2 separate regions of the Danio rerio genome follow, and region 2 is linked to region 1. The links are chromatin contacts, called in public HiCAR-type maps. All regions are on one chromosome and are shown on one strand. Each heading gives the region's core, a stretch centred on a gene start, on an enhancer-like site or on the middle of the called end of the contact. The rest is flanking DNA. Distances are from core to core; before and after follow the strand shown.

What was found. HiCAR-type assays count read pairs that join an accessible place to other places.
Region 2: a HiCAR-type map of caudal fin shows a contact between it and region 1, with 9 times the contacts expected there. The contact joins the promoter of rps8b here to the promoter of dio1 in region 1. A contact is called at or near these places in 5 of 18 Hi-C or Micro-C datasets (caudal fin, embryo, fin fibroblasts and 2 more) and 2 of 4 datasets of contacts at active chromatin or transcription factors (caudal fin and embryo).

Annotation. Positions count from the first base shown.
Region 1 is chr8:19,901,002-19,903,931 of GRCz12tu, reverse strand. It overlaps dio1 (iodothyronine deiodinase 1), which reads left to right and starts at 1,589. Exons shown (of 5, transcript NM_001324404.1): 1 at 1,589-2,079; 2 at 2,680-2,823; 3 at 2,922-2,930. The coding sequence starts at 1,725. The region is part of intron 1 of glis1b (GLIS family zinc finger 1b); the gene reads right to left.
Region 2 is chr8:20,057,958-20,061,111 of GRCz12tu, reverse strand. rps8b (ribosomal protein S8b) reads left to right here and starts at 1,431. Exons shown (of 6, transcript NM_001134683.2): 1 at 1,431-1,461; 2 at 1,967-2,073; 3 at 2,601-2,700. The coding sequence starts at 1,458. elovl8b (ELOVL fatty acid elongase 8b) reads left to right here. Exons shown (of 8, transcript NM_001204524.1): 7 at 354-481; 8 at 660-1,100. The coding sequence ends at 827.

The DNA.
Region 1 (2,930 bases), core at 340-2,839:
ATATTCAATGAGGGAATTACTTAGAAGTCCACACGTGGCATAAATGTAATGTATACTTTCTATTTTATGAAGTAAAAGAAAAATGCTTGCAGAGAGCCTAGTTGTGAAATATGTACAAAAAGTTGTTCTCAAACATACCAACAGTGACATCTTATGGACATTTTTAGATTCTAAAACTGACAAGTCTGGGCTTCTGATATGACAAGCCTCTAGCCAGCCGGGTAAATAGAGTGGTTCTTTTTGTGGACTTAAAGTGGACTTTTTGCAGTTATTCGTTTATTTTTCAATTTTTCATTTAATTAGGAGGTTTAAATACTGCGTTTTAGCGACATTAAGCACATATAAATAATTAATTTTTTTGCTAGATTAGTTTGGCAGATGGTCACTTTTGGATGTATTAAACATTTTCTAAAGATTTAGAACAGAGAAATATGAAAAATAGGCTACGTATAGTTAAAAAACAAATTCATTACAATATATTTTACTTGGGGTAAAAAAAATAGGAATTTGTTACAATTTTTTATTAAAAGCTGTGGCCTGCTGTCATGTATTAGCTATTAACAAACTGGCCCAAAAAAAAAAAAAAAAAAAAACTCTCCAGTCAGAATTTGGCCATTTGAGTAATAAAAAATTATAATAATGATAATTTCAGTTTCAACGGGATTCAGTTTATTAGTTTTGGCCAGTGCAAACTATTATTTTTTTATCAATCCAACATCCATTTTTGCAAGAAAACATACAATTGGATGCAAGTGAAGTCTTCTTCACTACTGTATTGTTTTTAAATAGAAAAAAACATTTTACAAGTAACTTTTATTCTAAATGTTGAAACTTATTCATGAAACAAAATATCCATAAAAAGCACCAAAAGTAGCGCGTATTAATATAATTTGAGAACTAATTGGGCTAGTGTTATTAAGTTACTGACTGAGAAAAGTTGAATGTGCTGGCCAGTTTGTTATTTGTCTAATAAATGGCAATAAGCTAGTTTTTAATTCAAAACTTTAACAGACTCTTATTTTTTCTAATGAGATATGGTTGTATTTTAAAAATAAGTATTTAGTAATTTTTCTATATTCTAAATCTTTAGGCAAAAATTTGGTATTAAAATGCGTCTTTATGATGACCACCCGACAAGCTAATCCAACTTTAAATACTTATTAAAATGTGACTAAAATGCAGTATTTAAATCTTATAAATATATAACAAATGAGGCGAATAACTGCAAAAAGGTACACATTTTGAGAGAAAAAAACACCCCTTATATCAGGCTGGTTACAGGACTGTAACGCCTGTTTCACACCGCAAGCGTCAGCGGCGCGTGAGCAGAGCGTGTAACTTTTTATATAATCTTATTTTATAAACTTAATCTTACACAATATCAGTATTTCTGCTTTATTTATTTTTTACCGAAAACCGGTCCTTAAACATGTGCAGGCAAATGTTTAGATGTAATCAGTAGTATCGCCATGAGTATCGAACATTTAATAGAGCCAAAAACTTATGGAATTCTATCTCATGAATAGTAATTACGCAGAGTGACGTTCTGACGCAACTAATAAATAATCATGAGCGAAGGCTTTGATTCGATTCTCCTGATCTCCGTGATATAATGTTGTGTTTTAGAGGATGGCACGCCTCTTTGGTAAAGCAGGCGAACTTTGATATCGTTTTAGTTGGTGAAGTGTTTACAGCACGACGCGTGCACTCGCAAATCTCTCACGATGGGGTCCGCAGTGGGATTTGCGCTGAGAAAACTTTTTGTTTATATATCAGCCGTGTTGATGGTGTGCGCTGCGATCCTGCAGATGTCCATGTTGAAGCTCCTGTCATTTATTTCCCCTGGACGCATGAGGAAAATCCATATGAAAATGGGGGAGAGGTCCACGATGACCCAAAACCCCAAATTCAGATACGAAGACTGGGGACCGGCTTTCTTCTCTCTGGCGTTCATTAAAACCTTGTTCTTCGTCAACTGGTGCTCGCTGGGCCTCGAGGCGTTTGAGGGACACGCCGCTCCGGACAGTGCTTTAATTACCCTGGACCGACAGAAGACGAGCGTTCATCGTTTTCTTAAAGGTACAGTAAATAACATGCAAATTATTATCATGTTAATCTAATAAATATGATAATAATTTGCATAACGTATTTACTTCATAGGCATCTTTTTGTCTCTAGGTAGGATGCATATGAAGTAAATAAATTATGTAAATTATATATGTATTAGAATAATTAGAATATTTCCAATATGTTAGAAATGGATATTAAATAATAATTGTTGTTTTAATCTAAACTGACTGCACAACTCTACGATTTAGTTCCACTTGCTTAGTGAATATTGATTTTCTTAATTAAAATAACTAAACTTACTGCACAATTAATATTTTATTTTAACAATATTTTATTATTTATTATTATTGCACTATTTTAATTAAGCTCTCAGGTCACAGGACTTTTTTTGCATTTAATTATTTGCTTATTACATTAAATTACATTTATTTTAATGTTATAAATTTATAATTACTATTATTAGTAGCAAGTTTGGTTATCATATGTGAATTTGTTTTGATTTTATTTAAATTATTATATTATTTTAAAATTATAATTCTTATTATATTTATAATAAATCATTATATGAACGCTACTGTACTGATCCATTCTTCATTTGTTTTTTTAAAGGTAATCGTCCACTGGTTCTGAGTTTCGGAAGCTGCACCTGACCCCCGTTTCTCTACAAACTTGACGAGTTCAAACAGCTTGTCAAGGACTTCAGCAATGTCGCAGATTTCCTCATTGTTTACCTTGCTGAAGCTCATGCAACTGGTAATAACAATCACAATACTGTAGCAAGTTTACAGCAGCCTTGATGCAACAATAGGATGTGTTTATATAACGCAGAGTCATTTGCATAATTGTTATAGATGCATGGG
Region 2 (3,154 bases), core at 182-2,681, 160 kb before region 1:
TCTCTTGTTCCAACACATCCCAAAGGTGCTCCATTGGATTGAGAAATGGTGACTTTGGAGGCCATTTGAGTACAGTGAACTCATTGTCATGTTTATGAAGCCAGTCGGAGATGATTTGCGCTTTGACATGGAGTGTTATTCTGCTGGAAGTGGCCATCAGAAGATGGGTACACTGTGGTCATAAAAGGATAGACATGGTCAGCAACAATATACAGGTAGGCTGTGGCTCACCCTCCGAATGTAATGAGTGGTTGGACAGATGTACCTAATAAAGTGGCTGGTGAGTGTATATTAAACCCATAATATGACATGTGCATTTCTAAAAACAGAATATTGTCATTTTATTGTTTCAGCATTTTTTATAGGGCTGCTGAACACTTTTGTTCATATTTGGATGTATTCTTACTATGGTCTGGCAGCTCTGGGCCCTCATCTGCAGAAATATCTGTGGTGGAAGCGCTATCTCACCTCACTGCAGCTGGTATACACAAGACACACACATGTACATACACACACTGCTAATCTGGCTAATTTTAGTCCATTCATACATAAAAAAAAACCACTTTTACCTCATTTATTAACAATTTTACATCGATTTAAAATAAATTGCTTCAATAGAGATTAGTTGGTAGATTAATATGAACCACATCTCATTACAGGTCCAGTTTATTTTGCTGACTGTTCACACTGGATACAACCTCTTCACTGAGTGTGAATTTCCTGACTCCATGAATGCAGTTGTGTTTGCCTACTGTGTCAGTCTCATCATACTTTTCAGCAACTTTTACTACCAGAGCTACATAAAGAGGAAGAGCAAGAAGTCTTAACAGCATTTGAGCCACACGCTGGGGAGAGGAATAGACAAATGCTGCATCCCCTTACACATTCCATTACTGCATTCTTGGTGTTCTTTAGTGTTCAGGGTTAAAAGGATTTGTTAAACCGCTGACCTCATATCAGATATAGTATGTAAAGGTAATTTTTCAGGGATATATGCTACTTATGCTTTTTGCATTTGGAGAGAGGTGAAATGTCCAGCTTACATTATCAAAACCAAAATAACTTGAATGTAAATAAAGTGTAATGTCATTTTAAGTCACTATGATGGGTCAGATTGTTTTTCAGCCTTCTGCTGTCTAAATTGTCAATTAATACCAGTGACTGGCACTAGATGGCACCATGTGTACACGTGGGAGTACTGAAAGGATACAGGCAGCGTGTTGCCAAGTCCTTTATTTTCAACTATGTTTCTCTATTTTTGTTTTTGAAAAGATCCGTTTTAAATTAGATTAGCGGATTTAACTAAGTGGAACTCGCATACAGAGTGCAAAAGCATCCGTCGAGGACACCAAACGAACCACTTGATAGCGATTTGAAAAATTTATATTTTCAGTTGAAAGGGTTTTGCTTCAATGACCTGGCAACACGGCAAATTGTAGCCTCAAAGCGACCCAGGAATGGGTAAGTATTTATAAGGGAATAGCTTCAATACGCAGTTCTGTCAGCATTGTCGACATCGTCCAATACATAAATGTCAGATCATGTTATGGACATATAAACGTGATTTAGTGCTTTTGTGTATGAATAAACAGCATAGCATAATGGCGGTTCTTATTGCTAATCCAGAAACTATTACATGTCTAGCTCTCCCTGTATTTGTTTTTCCACCACTAACAGTAGTGAAAATCATGATCGGAATGTACTGAACCATCAAAAATATCCAGCACTGGTATTTCGCAGCTCAATATCTGCGACAGTTGCAATGCGCAGATACAACGCTTCCTTCTACGTTAGATACTGAAAATAACAATAACATCGTCAAGACAGACTGACCTAGCCTAAACAGTTTGTAGCTTACATTGAAATAGATAAAAAGAATAACAAGGTCTATTCATAATTTCACTTTATCCAAACCATAATGACACTGAACTCATTTATTTATTCTGTTGGTATCTGTTCTCTTCAGGAATCTCCAGGGATCACTGGCACAAGCGTCGTAAAACCGGAGGAAAACGGAAGCCGTACCATAAGAAAAGAAAGTATGAGTTGGGTCGGCCTCCAGCAAACACAAAGGTGTAATACTTTACTCTAGGCATCAAACTCAGTTCCTGAAGAGCCACAGCTCTACATAGTTTTGTCTTAACCCAAACTAATTGAGCCCTTAAGGCTTGTTTTAAACCTCCAGGTTATTGTGTTTAAGCAGGGTTGGAACTAAACTGTGCAGAGCTGTGGCCCTCCAGGAACTGAGTTTGACACCTCTGCTCTAGTAGAACTCGTTAGGCTACTACACGTCTCTTTATCTATAGATCATGGGTCTCAAACTTGATTCCTGGAGAGCTGCAGCTCTGCACAGTTTTGCTCCAACTCCAATCAAACACAGCTGATGCAACTAATCAAGGTGTTCAAGACTACTAGAGACTATTAAGCAGGTGTGTGTTGGAGCTAAACTACGCATAGCAGCGGCCCTTCAGGAATTGAGTTTAGACCTTGCTATACATGGATATGTTATGCAGAGAGACAGTCTATATTACAAAACTGTTTCACACAATATGAACAGCAGAAATCAAATAAACAATTGTAATTATCTTTAAACCTTTTAGATTGGCCCCCGCCGTATTCACACGGTGCGCGTGCGTGGAGGAAATAAGAAATACCGTGCACTGAGGCTGGACAGCGGAAACTTCTCCTGGGGCTCAGAATGTGAGTGAGCATCTCTGTCCATTATATTTCTTCCTTCTTCCCCTCCGTCATTCCTTGCTTCCTTCCTTCCAGATTCGACCAACTAGTTTAGTATTAGGTGTTTTGTTAATAAACAATTATCAAATAAATAAATCTAAAAGTTTTTCGTTTTATTTAAGCAAGCAAATTTTAGGTGATAGTTTGAAAATGAAAATGCTGGTTTCAAACCTGTTGTGAACACAAAAGAAGATATTTTGAAGGATGAAGGAAGATGGTCACCATTATCTTGCATGTTTCCTCCCTGCTATACATGTTAGTTGTTCTAACATCTTTAAAATTTAGTCTTTTGTGTTCAACAGAAAAAAAAAGAATAAATTGCAAGTTTTCATTTTTGTAATTGTAATTTGGTGTGCTTACAATCAGTGGTGTAAAGAGTACTGAAAAATCATACTTAAGTTAAAGTACCATTACTTGC